Linked DNA regions of Anas platyrhynchos: region 2 is linked to region 1. A link is a contact called in public Hi-C data. All regions are on one chromosome and are shown on one strand. Each heading gives the region's core, a stretch centred on a gene start, on an enhancer-like site or on the middle of the called end of the contact. The rest is flanking DNA. Distances are from core to core; before and after follow the strand shown. Region 1 overlaps EPC1 (enhancer of polycomb homolog 1). Region 2 has its middle 21 kb from the start of ITGB1.

Region 1 (5,586 bases), core at 2,265-4,764:
CAGCAAGTGGCCATGGTTGCCTCTCACATGGCTGAAAGCTAAAAACGCTCTCAAACAAGAGCCTTCACAGCCTATTACAGAAACAATACCACACACTTTCCCTTTATCACCTCACATGCATATCCACACGTTAAGACATGCAAAACAGCAATGACATTCTGAGAAGTTTGTTACCGCATCTGTTTCCGAGTAGCTGCTGTCGTACAGCTCCAAACATACCCTGATCAGCCCCTGGCTACACCGACCTGGGACTCTCAGACAGCAAACGGCAGCTCTTGAACACCTTTGCTAATGGCAATGTAGTAGGTTTGGGCAAGTAGGTAAGGAGCTTCCACCCTCCTGACCCCAGGTACGTGAATAACATAAGAAATGTTGGCAATAGTTTGAATTTGGTTACAACAAGCACATGTGATCAGAACAAGACAAGGGCTGTGGGTCACCAGAGCAGCATCATGCAGTGCCTTGCTCTCCCTTTGATGGGTCCTGAAGGAGACAGCAGATTTAAAAAAATAAAAAAAGCGAAGTCTGGGCTGCAAACAAGTGTGAGCCATCCTTCTGTTACGGGTACTTGTACATGAAAACACTGGTAAACAACTCCTCACATCCGTGTAAGTGCCCAAAGAGTCATGTGGCTGTAAGGCCTTCCCTCCTCAGGCAACCAGGATCTCTCACCACCCCAAATCATTCCATGCAGTAGAGAAATCTGTTTGCTTGTAATTGTGGCACAGCCCAGAGCTGTCCCTTCATATTCCAGACATGGTGAAGGACCATGGAGATCACTTCTGTTAATCAACTGATGTCAGTCTCATGCGTAGTCAATTAAGAAGGATTCTGCTGTAATTACTACAATAATTAGATCTCTGCTACAAATCCCAATTTAAACAGCTGTCTAGGAGCAGCAGTTGCTCAGTGAAAATGTAATCTAATTGTACTTAAAAAAAATATGCATTTTTGTAATTAACAGACTATCAAGAAACCTTGCTAATTATTAGTCTTTTTATCTGGAACACTGGTTAAAAACGAGGTCAGCCACACAAGTCTTCAGCATCTTAGCCTACTGCTTTCCCAATGCTCAAATCAGTTACTTCTAGGAGTATACAAGGAGCCTGTCCTTTTCTTGGAAAAATCTTATTTCCATATTTGAACTTCCAGTAGGGAATTGCTTACACATTCTGGGAAATTTTCATTTGTTACATTTGTTCAGTGAATGGTGGTACGGGGGTGGAGGACACAGGCATTTGATCCACAAGCCCAACAACATTATTACTAGAGATCATAACAATGCTTGAAGAAACAGAGTGATGTGCTGTCCTGTTACCAGAAGACTGAATGAAGATTAGTTTCATATTCCAAATTACTCTGGAAAAACAGACAAAGAAACAAGTGAAATCAGCTCAGAGCAAGCTATGGAGGAGCACATTCACGACACAGGAATCCTGGGAACTGGGAAACCTTTAGCATTTATGCACTGACTACATTACATAGCTCACCAACTGAATCTACACCTCAGCATTCACAGGTACAGATCCTCTCCAGACTCCCTAAGAAGACTGGAGCAGCGTGGCAGCTTGTCTAATTGCAACCGCACTACATCCACTCAGAAACATAATGCTCAACATTGCTTTGAATGGTTTTGTATGGAAATTACTAACAGCTCAGAAGGAGCTATCCTATTTCATTAGAGTTGCTAAGAGCTGTAAGAACTCCCCACCTTTTCCTTTGCTATCATGCAATCAGCCTATTCAGCCCAGAAATGCATGGAGTTATTCTTAGGTGAGTTGTCTTCTGCTTGTGCCTGAGCTAAATGGGTTCACTGAGAGGTAATGCATAAACCACAGCCAGCTCTAAGGAAAAGGTGGAACTGCCTCTATCCAACAGCAGCGCAGTTCAGCCCATCGCCCCTGACTTCACCACACAGCTGCATTTCACAGTTCCAGAATTAACTGCAAGCCTGCCTTACCACTTCCTTACCATGGCTCGCTGCTCCAGCTGCACAGCAGTCATTGGGGAGAATGATGCAAAGCTACCTAAGTGATCGCGTTAAACAGAACCCTAACTAAAGGATCCTGAAGGACACACGAAGATGCTTTTAGTGCACATTACTTCAGTAGCCCAGGGCATGACCTCCACTGCTCAAAGCAGGCTGCATCAGAAAACTAATACTTGATGGAGTTTATGAAGTCACAGCTTTCAGGATACACTCTATGTGGGAATGAAAAAACCCTTAAAATCCAGCCTTTTATCATCACAAATTCCAACTATAAAGTCATTTCAGAGAGCCTGAATAAACCTTTATGGCAAAAACATTTCCCCCTTAGTATGACATGGAAGTGGAAAGTCAAGATTTTTCATTAGTTGACCCATAAGAAAACTGTATCAAGTTCCCAAACTAAAATAAAACCAAAGCAATCTCGTTACTTGCTTGAACATTACTGCATGTCAGCAATCCTACCTAACAATTTTGTATGGCAAAAGCTCTACACTTGTATTCCAGCATTTTTGTTAGTTACAGGGACATCACATCAGTGTTAACAAGAGTGAGCACTGCTAAAAAAAAAAAAAACATCATTTGAATAACGAGGAACACGGTACCCAACTTCACATGAAACAAGTTTCTATTGTTTCAGTGCTCTTCTGAGTATTAGCATGCACAGGCACACGCGGCTGTGCTCCATTCAGACAGGGTGCTGCAACTGCTCCTGCTGTATGGCAGAGCACAGCACTGAGCACAGCACTTGGAGATCTACCACCTGCCCTGAACTTCACCATTTACATAGATGACAGGACTCAAAAAGATGATAACTAAGTTGGGTGAACTTTTACATTTCTCTCAGAAGTTTTCTACATCAGCCATGGAGTGAAATATCAACTACTTCTTCCACAAAAATGTTCCTCAGACCAAGTCTTGCAGTGTCCCTCATTAAGCCAACCCTTTTTTCCTTTGCCTTTAGAGCATACCTCAAAACTGACCCATTCATCAGCTTGACAGCAGTACAGTAACAAGACAGAAAAGGCACTAAAAAACACCAGGCAAGGGAATAAATCCGTAACATGTAGTTTGAGAAGTGCCTGTATCTTTCCATTATAAGCTTACAGAAGGTTTAAAAACCATTGCCTTCCGCAAGCCAAACCACACAAGCTGCAGGGATCAGCAGCTTCCCAGATCCACATCTCCTTAAAGATTTAGACTCGTTTTTTCTTCACAGGAAGAAGAGATTTATTTATTTTTGATAAAAATCATTAAAAACAAACCCTGAAAATAATATCTAAACTTAACACTCCCTGGAGCTCGAAGGTCAGCTTCCTAAACATCCAGTTGTGCTGCTATAGTCAAGGACCTTTAAAAATAAGTAGTCAATCTCTGGTTGTCTGGGTTAGTCTAAACCATAGGCCCAACTAGTAACCAACTCTTCAAAGAATGCAGTAACAGTTTTGGTAACGAACCACAAGACAAGATTGTACTTTATCAGGGAGCCACTTAGCCTAATACATGGTCTCAAAAAGGAGTCCATGGCCATCCCATGAAGGCTAAGAACAGGGCAAAAACCAGCCACGTTTTCACAGCCCCTGAGCCACATGATATCAGAAGCTGGGAGCTCAAGCCACATTTATTTTAGTCACTATGTTTGGTATTGACATATTTCTTCCACGAACTTTCAGTAGTGTGCATTGCCCAACTCTGGAGTTAAAGAGGCTTGACACATACCCAACAGGTATGCAACCTCACTTCTGGTTGGGAGAAAATGAGCAAGAGAAACAAAAACTAAATATAAACAAATAAAAATAAAAAAGGTGACTGAACCATGGGGTTTAACACAGGGATCTTTAACACACAACTACAACAGCTGTACCGCCTTCCCTAAGACTGCCTCATGTTTACAGCATTCCTGTCAGGTTTAACCACCTCTTCTGTAAAGTACAGTTTCATTACCTCAAGAAGTCATTCACACTTAAGTAGTAACAGAATTTGATTGATATTTATACTGAATATTTTACAGTATTCAAGTTACATGGGGACAGCAAAGCATCAAAAACATCATCAAGAAAACCGAGCATCAACATTTGCATGAATTTGTTTGTTCAATAGTTAAGGCTCAGCATCTCATGTCAGGCAATCAAGCTGAAAGCAGCTTGCTTTATCAACCTAAGGAGACTAAGCACCTTTCAAGAACAGTCACAGACACATTTCATATAAAATCTTGTATTTTACAGGTATAAAACATCAAACTGAGGAAGCTTCCAGAATATCTCCTTGAACTATCAAGCTCTTTTTTAATTTCAAAAATAAACAAATAAACCCACAGTACTACTTATTTCAGTCCTACATGGAAGAAAGCAAGCTCAGAGAAAAAAGATACAAGGCAAATCATACTGATGGCTAAAACCCAGCTGGTTAAACAAGCACATATTTGTAGATTCCAGAGCATTTACTTTTTAAGTACTTTCTTCCTCTGTTTAAGACCTCACACAACAGTGGAAAGAAGCTATTATGTAGTGATGAGCAGAAGCACGGGCTGCAAAATACACAGACCGCCAAAGTATGCCTAACCATATCCCTTCAGCAACTGTCAGTGTCAGCGATATCAAAGCTCCCATCTCACATTCCTTCAAATCATAACTTTTGTTACAAGAAAAAAAAAGCGCCGTACAGCATGTAACTGTTGGGAAGAAAAGTAGGGCTTTCATGTACCTAGATGGCAAAACTATCAAGATAATTGTTAAGATATCTGGGAAAACCAAAATAAGCCTTGTAAAAATGCTAGAAGAGATGCTCAGAATTGCACTGTGTAAGACATGTAGTAAAGAAGAAACCGTCCTAGCAATTAGCATGCAACTGCCCTCATCAGCTAAATTTTGTCACAAGACTCTGAAAATGCAAGTAAAATCTATCAGTACTTTTCTACTAAACTCTATTAGCATCTGTATTCACAACAGCCAGCAGACCAGAATTTCAGGTCTGATGCCACAAAGGTGGAAGGAGGAGCGCTTCTTCGCTAGCGACAATGACAGGTGCAATGCTGAATAACTTAAAATAGACTTTCCAAAGATTACACCACTGTGATGAGCTTATCTGTGTACTTCCTGCTGCAGTGTCAGTCTTCAGTTCACAAATCTACAGATTTAGACACTTTCTTGGCTTGGAATGAACAGAGCTCCATTTGAGTGCTCCAAGATGCTGCCTACAGCAGAAACCTGTATTAGGCAGAAAGGCTCAGACAAAATATAAACTTGCATGTTTCCTGACCAGTAAAAATGTTTTTTTTTTTCCTTTTTTTTTTTTTTTTTTTGAAAGACAGTGCAATATGACATGCAGTGTGAGTCAGATGCCAAATCATTATTCTTTATAGGTCAGCTATTCTTAGTGTCTTGTAATCTCCAAGTTTATTTAGATTGCCTTTAAAAACACAGGACAGACTAGCATTCCAAATTCATGACCTTTTACGTGCAATTATGATCAAACTTGTTTTGAAGTCTGATATAAACACTGAGCAACTGAGACAGGTTTGAGGCTGTAAAGTCATATAGAGGCGGAGAGGGAGGAGAGAAGAATAGAGGGTGAAGAGGGAAGGTTTACAGTAAGGACAA
Region 2 (5,778 bases), core at 1,241-3,740, 130 kb after region 1:
AGGATATGTCTAGATAAAATATTAATGAAAATATTAACATTTAATTCCTGTGTTGTTTTATTAAAGTAAATGTTGCTAAGATCCTACAACCAAATTTCAACAGTTGCTCTAGAGTGTTAGCAAAAAGTATTTAGGTGTCTGTATGTTAAAGATGCAGAAGAAGGCCCAAGGGCACTTTCAGACAAGCTAGTAGGCATCTGACTCTGCAGTGCTGAATGCCCTCATGAAGAAATGTCTCTTTCTTATTTCACTCATTTCCTGTCAGTTTGGTAAAACTGCATACAACGAGTCATCATGTGGAGGCACAAAGCGTAGTTCTGAAAGTGGTAGAGCTGTATCAGTGCACAACTGGTCCCAGGTGCAGGACCTCTGCCTCTTAAGGTCGCTTCTTACTCCGTCCTCATTCCAGGGGGGTGGGGGGGTGGGGGGGGTGGTATGTTAAGCTGTTCCCATACTGTTAGGAAACCTCCAATCAATCTTCATTAATTTGCTGCTATTAAGTTCCTGTGAGACATCCGTAGAAATCTGTTTGTGAAAACCTGAGAATTTTCTGAGATGTATTTGTGTCATGGTGTGGAGGTGAAAGAAATACAGAACAAGTAGATATGTAGATGGCTTAACTCTAGCAAATATCTTGCATGAAAATTGTTGGATAATTACCAAATTAAAAAAAAAAATAATCCCATTAATTTCAAGCAACAAACATATAGAATTAGCAACCATAGTTCCAAGTAACATGAAAAATATATGGCTCTTTACAAAAAATGGGAGAACTGTTTACATATACTTGGCTACTTTCTATCCCTTAATTATATACAGCTGTTACAAGCAAGTTGTCACCACACACAAGCTTGCAATAATATTTTTTTGAAGTGTACTTCCTGTAAGCTGGAGTAAGGACTTGCATAGTACTGCAAATTTTTCATCATTTTTTTAACCATGGCATCCTTGAAACAGATATTATTTAACTCAAATAGACTGGACTGCTTACTGCCGGATAACTTTCTAGGTTAATGACACTTGCAGGCATACATTCTTCCCCCAAGGCCTCTACTTTTCCATCTCAGACCAGTCACGCAACTATGTGGAAACATGCCTTGTTGTATGAGGCGCAGAGAAGAGATGCCCAGGACCATTCCTGAAGGAATGCAGTACTGTAGGGTTCAGCCAGTTACTCTGAGCTGAGATACCAGAGCAAGTTAAACACAAATAAAACTACTTATTTACACAGTTGAAAATAGGTAACAAGAAATGCAAAATGTGAAAATACATGAATGGAAATGAAAGTAAAAAAAAAAACAAAACAAAACACAACACTCATCTCTGCTGGAGACTTTGGTTAGCAGTAAAGGCTGATTTCTCCCGTTCTGAGTCACCTCTCAACCACGTGGGTGCCTTATACTGGTCTTGGCTCTACATCCTGGGGATGCTTTCACAGAAGAGGGTCCTGCTTCTGAAGAAGAGGAGTAAGAAATCACTCAGAGTCAAGGCTCCCTTACCCACTCTTACATCATATAGTATGTGTTAATCCAAGCAAGGAAGGCTTTTTGCCCTTCCTTCCAGCAAACTGCATTTACGGCTTCCTGCTTAGGTGAGTTTAGAATTGGATCTTTCTCAAGTAATCATGACATGGTTTCAAATAAGCTATGGCAATTACTAACAGCTCAGGAAGTTGAAAGTTCGCATCTTTTCAGTTAAATTATAACCTCACTCACACAGAGAAGTTGCACCACCTTATACTAATGTGATGACTGTGTAAAGTGGCACCAGGAATTGATAGGCTTAGTCTTTTGGAAATGAGCTATAAAGAGTCCTATAAATGCTTTTCCTTGTTACGTGCTTTTTTATTTTTTTTTTTATTTTTATTTTTATTTTTTTCCCCACAAGGGAGTTTTTGACAATATATATATATTTTTCCCAGAATTAAAACAGACCCATGCTAAGCACTGGTACAAAACAGCACATGAATTTGGAATAGTAAAATGCATCTGTTTCCCTGGGCTTTTGGATCTCTTAGGATGAGGAAAAAATCTTATCAGTGTATAAAGAGTAGAAGTGAGTACTGGATTTTTCTTACAAACTGAAACACAGATCCTTTAATGGAAACCATGTGAGTGATTATTATATCACTTGAATCTTGTCCCAGCAGTTGTCTTTTGAATTAATTATAGCTGCTGCTGAACCAAGTGGGCTTTTCTTTGCTTGCCACGCTATTATTTTATATTGCACTGAAACAACAGTATTCCCTTCCCTCTCAACAAGCCACTAAATAAAATCTGTTTACTTTCTGAAGCTGCCAAATTATGCAGAGTTATAAGTAGAAAAATAATAGTTCTGATGGAGAAAGAGGGGTGAGGTTTTATTGGGAAGGCCCAGTGGGTTTTATAGTGTGCTGAGACTCGTGTTTTGCACTCGGTCCCTTAGTTACGTTCCAGGCTGATGCTTTAAAAAGGATTTTTAATTTCTGAACCAAAAAAGAAATAATACAGTGGTTGTTGTGTGCCATCTAGTGTTCCTCGAAAGAAGTAGGTTTTCTGCGGAGGATTGCCGGAGGCCTCGTCTGGATGTCCCCTACTGGACAGCTGTCCTCTACAGGACAGATGTCTCGCAGCCTGTGTTTGATAAGAAACCTGTGCAAAAGGCTTGCAAGTCATGTGCTGGGTGATGGCACAAGGCTGGGTGAAGGGAAGGAAGGAAGAAAGGGAACAGCAGAGAGGAGAGCACTAAAGCAGTCCTTACGAATTACATATGGATACCACAATTAAAATAACCCTTGTGGGTTGCACTAAAATATAGCAAGGATCAAATCAATGCTGTGGCAGTCCCTGGACTTGAAGAACAGAAATTTGGCTTAAAGCAAATGAACTGAATGTTCCCATGCTACAGCTGAAGGTCTGAATATAGATGCGGTGTAGTTCAAATCCTATTTCAGTACCGTGTTGGCTTCATGTCCAGGGGCGCTGCAGGAGACACCGTCCTCACAACGAGAAGGAGTGGTCGACATACTCATCTTTCTAAACTTTCTATACTATTATGATTTATTATGTCTCATTTTCAATCAGTCTGTTTTTATGATCCAAAAATAACTAAAGTGAATGCTTGGAGATGGGTGTTACGGTTAGTAACAGGCTAATTATAAATGGTGTAAACAAAATACGACTGGAGAGCAGAGAAACTTGCAGGGAATGTAGTAACAAGAAGATGGTTTGAACCTCACCAATTTAACAAAGAAAAACTGGTGAAAATTTGGAAAATTAATTCCACATGGCCCAAGTCTCAGAGAACCAAGCCTTGAAGATTGTCATTTAGCTCTGCTGTTGCTTATGTGAATTTTACGGATGACCATGGAGCAAACATTTGAAACCATACATTTTTCTATGCATTAATGAGGAAGTGAGCTGTTGAGAAAGGGAACATTAAGTGGAATTGAAAATATTTGAATTAGAGAAAGCAAATACTACTGGGTGTGGGGAGGGAAGGAAGCAGATCTGAACAACAAGTCGAAGTTCAAGCTGGATTTTGACAGGCCATATTTTTGTCAGGCGCCTTTGTTTCGGTTTAGCTTAAATGTAAATTATTTTGGAAAGATATTCTTTCCAAAGGAAGGTCAGCGTAAGCAAACTCATATAAACAATGTAGAAAGAAAATCTAAGCTGGTAACTCGTTCTGTGTGTGTTCTATGGTTGCAGGTAAAATTCACAGTGAAAAATACTTATTATTAGAAAGCACTATGGGAAGTCATTCAAGAACAGCAATTGATAGCATCAATAAAAATAATTGAACTGACAGACATCTAAAGAATATGACAACCTTATTTTTGGGACCCCTCAAAAATTCAGGGCAATCCAGTGTATGCACACAATGAATCCATCATATTTGATATAAAAGGTAACAAAAAATAATCGTGGTGACTATTACGAGTAAGAATGTTTCAGATTTATCCTCACAAGCAGCACACGACCCAAGACAGGCAATTTTACATTTTCACATCACTGACATCTTTTAATTCAGTTGATTTTGGCTTTCACTACCTCTGCAGATTCTTTCTAATATTGTAGTCACTTTTTCCTTAATATTTACCTCAGTAATTGAAGCAAAAAGTTATACAGACTTTTCAAAATGATTTAGAAAATCAATCAACTTGAACAAACCCAAGAAATATCCTGTAGACCAAAGGGTAAGTACCCATCCCCTTTCCTAACCAGTTGCACATTCTTTTGAATTAAGTCAAAATGCTTTAGGAAATTCAGGATTCTTTTTCTCTTAAACGAAACTTCTCTAAACCATGGACTATGTCTCTTACTTTTTCAATTAGTTGTATATTGACCAGAATAGCCAGCAAAAGATTCATCTGTAGCCCCTAGACCCCTTTGCTGCCTTCATGATCCATCAGATGAGTCACTGCATAGTAATTTCTCCTGCAGAATCCAAACAGAGAAAAACCTGAGGATGAATTATTTCTTTCTAAGAGGACTTGAGCTGAATAGGTGATCATCATTAACTCTGTGCATAGGGCAGGAGTTTTCCATGTCATATCCTGAGGTTTTTGATTTAAATAGGGAAGTAAAAGGCAGCAGAGAATACCAGAAAATCCCACAATTTAGTCAATGTAGTATGTGATGGGCATAAGTGCACAGATACAAATTTATGCTAAAACTCAGAGACTGTCCCCAATATCAAAGGGAAACTATGAGCTGTGTGTAGATTTCCCCAAACTATTACACTATGGTGGTTTTTTTTTTTTTTTTTTTTTTTTTTTTTTTTTTTTTTTTTTTTTTTGTATGTATGTTGTATTGGTGTATGCACAATACAACTAACAGCTGATCGGGCTGGGCACATCCTCCTATACAATGTTAATAATGGGGAAAAAATAAACATTGCACACAGCAGCATAAAATGATAAAGCAGCCAGTTTCCTAAATGAAAGATGAGATAAAGCTTGAGTCTGTAACTCAGGAAACACATCAGCATTTTCATCACATGCAGCCTGGAATGCTGGCTATAAACAATAGGCCGGCAACACAAGGGGAGGAAAGGAGAGAATTACTTAGTCTAAACAATTTATCTAAGAAAAGTTTAATGAGCTACTTCTGTATTTCAGTCCAAACACTGGGTTTTAATTCAAATGAGCAAGTTTTTTATGGCAGTGGCAAGGGGATTGTTGGCAGTGGTGGAAGGGAGAAGGCTGAGGGTTGTGCAGTGGGATTTTGTCAACACTTTGAAAACAGGGATTGCTGCATCCTGGGACAGGAGAGGAAGAGAGAAATATCTGCAAGGTTATTTACCCTTTCCCCTGACCTTCCACATTGTTTGGTCTCAGTGATCCATCTTTTCCTATTTAATTGCATCCAGCTCTGAAGATGCTTCGATGGAAGAGAACACAGGATATTAAGATGGAGAAAAAGAGCACAAAAACTCTCTCAGTCTGAGTTATCATGGCCAGTCAAATTTATGTGAGGTGTAAGTTTCTCTCTGTGGCAAAAATACATTAAAAACATTATGACAAAGGTCTCACGAGCTCTGTAATATGAAGCACTACAAAGACTGCCCAAAGTCTTATTTATTTATTTTTATTACCTTAGAGCCTTGCATTCTCTGCCTTGGAGCAGGATCCAGTCATAGCAGCCACAACACAAAATGACAGGCCCTGTCCCAAAGACTGCAGAATTGGGCTGCAGAAGCAGTGGTAAAACAGAGCAAACAGGAATACAAACAACATACAAGTGGAGCCCATGGGCCTAGATGAAAACTTGTGCCCTTTGTCTCCTTGCAGGGATG

Evidence for each region. Hi-C and Micro-C count contacts between places; a contact is called where the count stands out from the background.
Region 2: a Hi-C map of skeletal muscle shows a contact between it and region 1, with 2.3 times the contacts expected there. The contact joins two enhancer-like sites. A contact is called at or near these places in 2 of 8 Hi-C or Micro-C datasets (skeletal muscle and subcutaneous adipose tissue).

What each region holds. Positions count from the first base shown.
Region 1 is chr2:144,492,152-144,497,737 of IASCAAS_PekinDuck_T2T, forward strand. All of the region lies in intron 3 of EPC1 (enhancer of polycomb homolog 1), which reads right to left. Among named protein-coding and RNA genes, the nearest start is that of EPC1, 37 kb to the right of the region's middle. Within about 2 kb of position 3,515, at least 3 of the 8 cell types and tissues checked have an H3K27ac peak or open chromatin away from gene starts, as enhancers often do.
Region 2 is chr2:144,623,536-144,629,313 of IASCAAS_PekinDuck_T2T, forward strand. No RefSeq gene overlaps it. Among named protein-coding and RNA genes, the nearest start is that of ITGB1, 21 kb to the left of the region's middle. Within about 2 kb of position 2,491, at least 1 of the 8 cell types and tissues checked has an H3K27ac peak or open chromatin away from gene starts, as enhancers often do.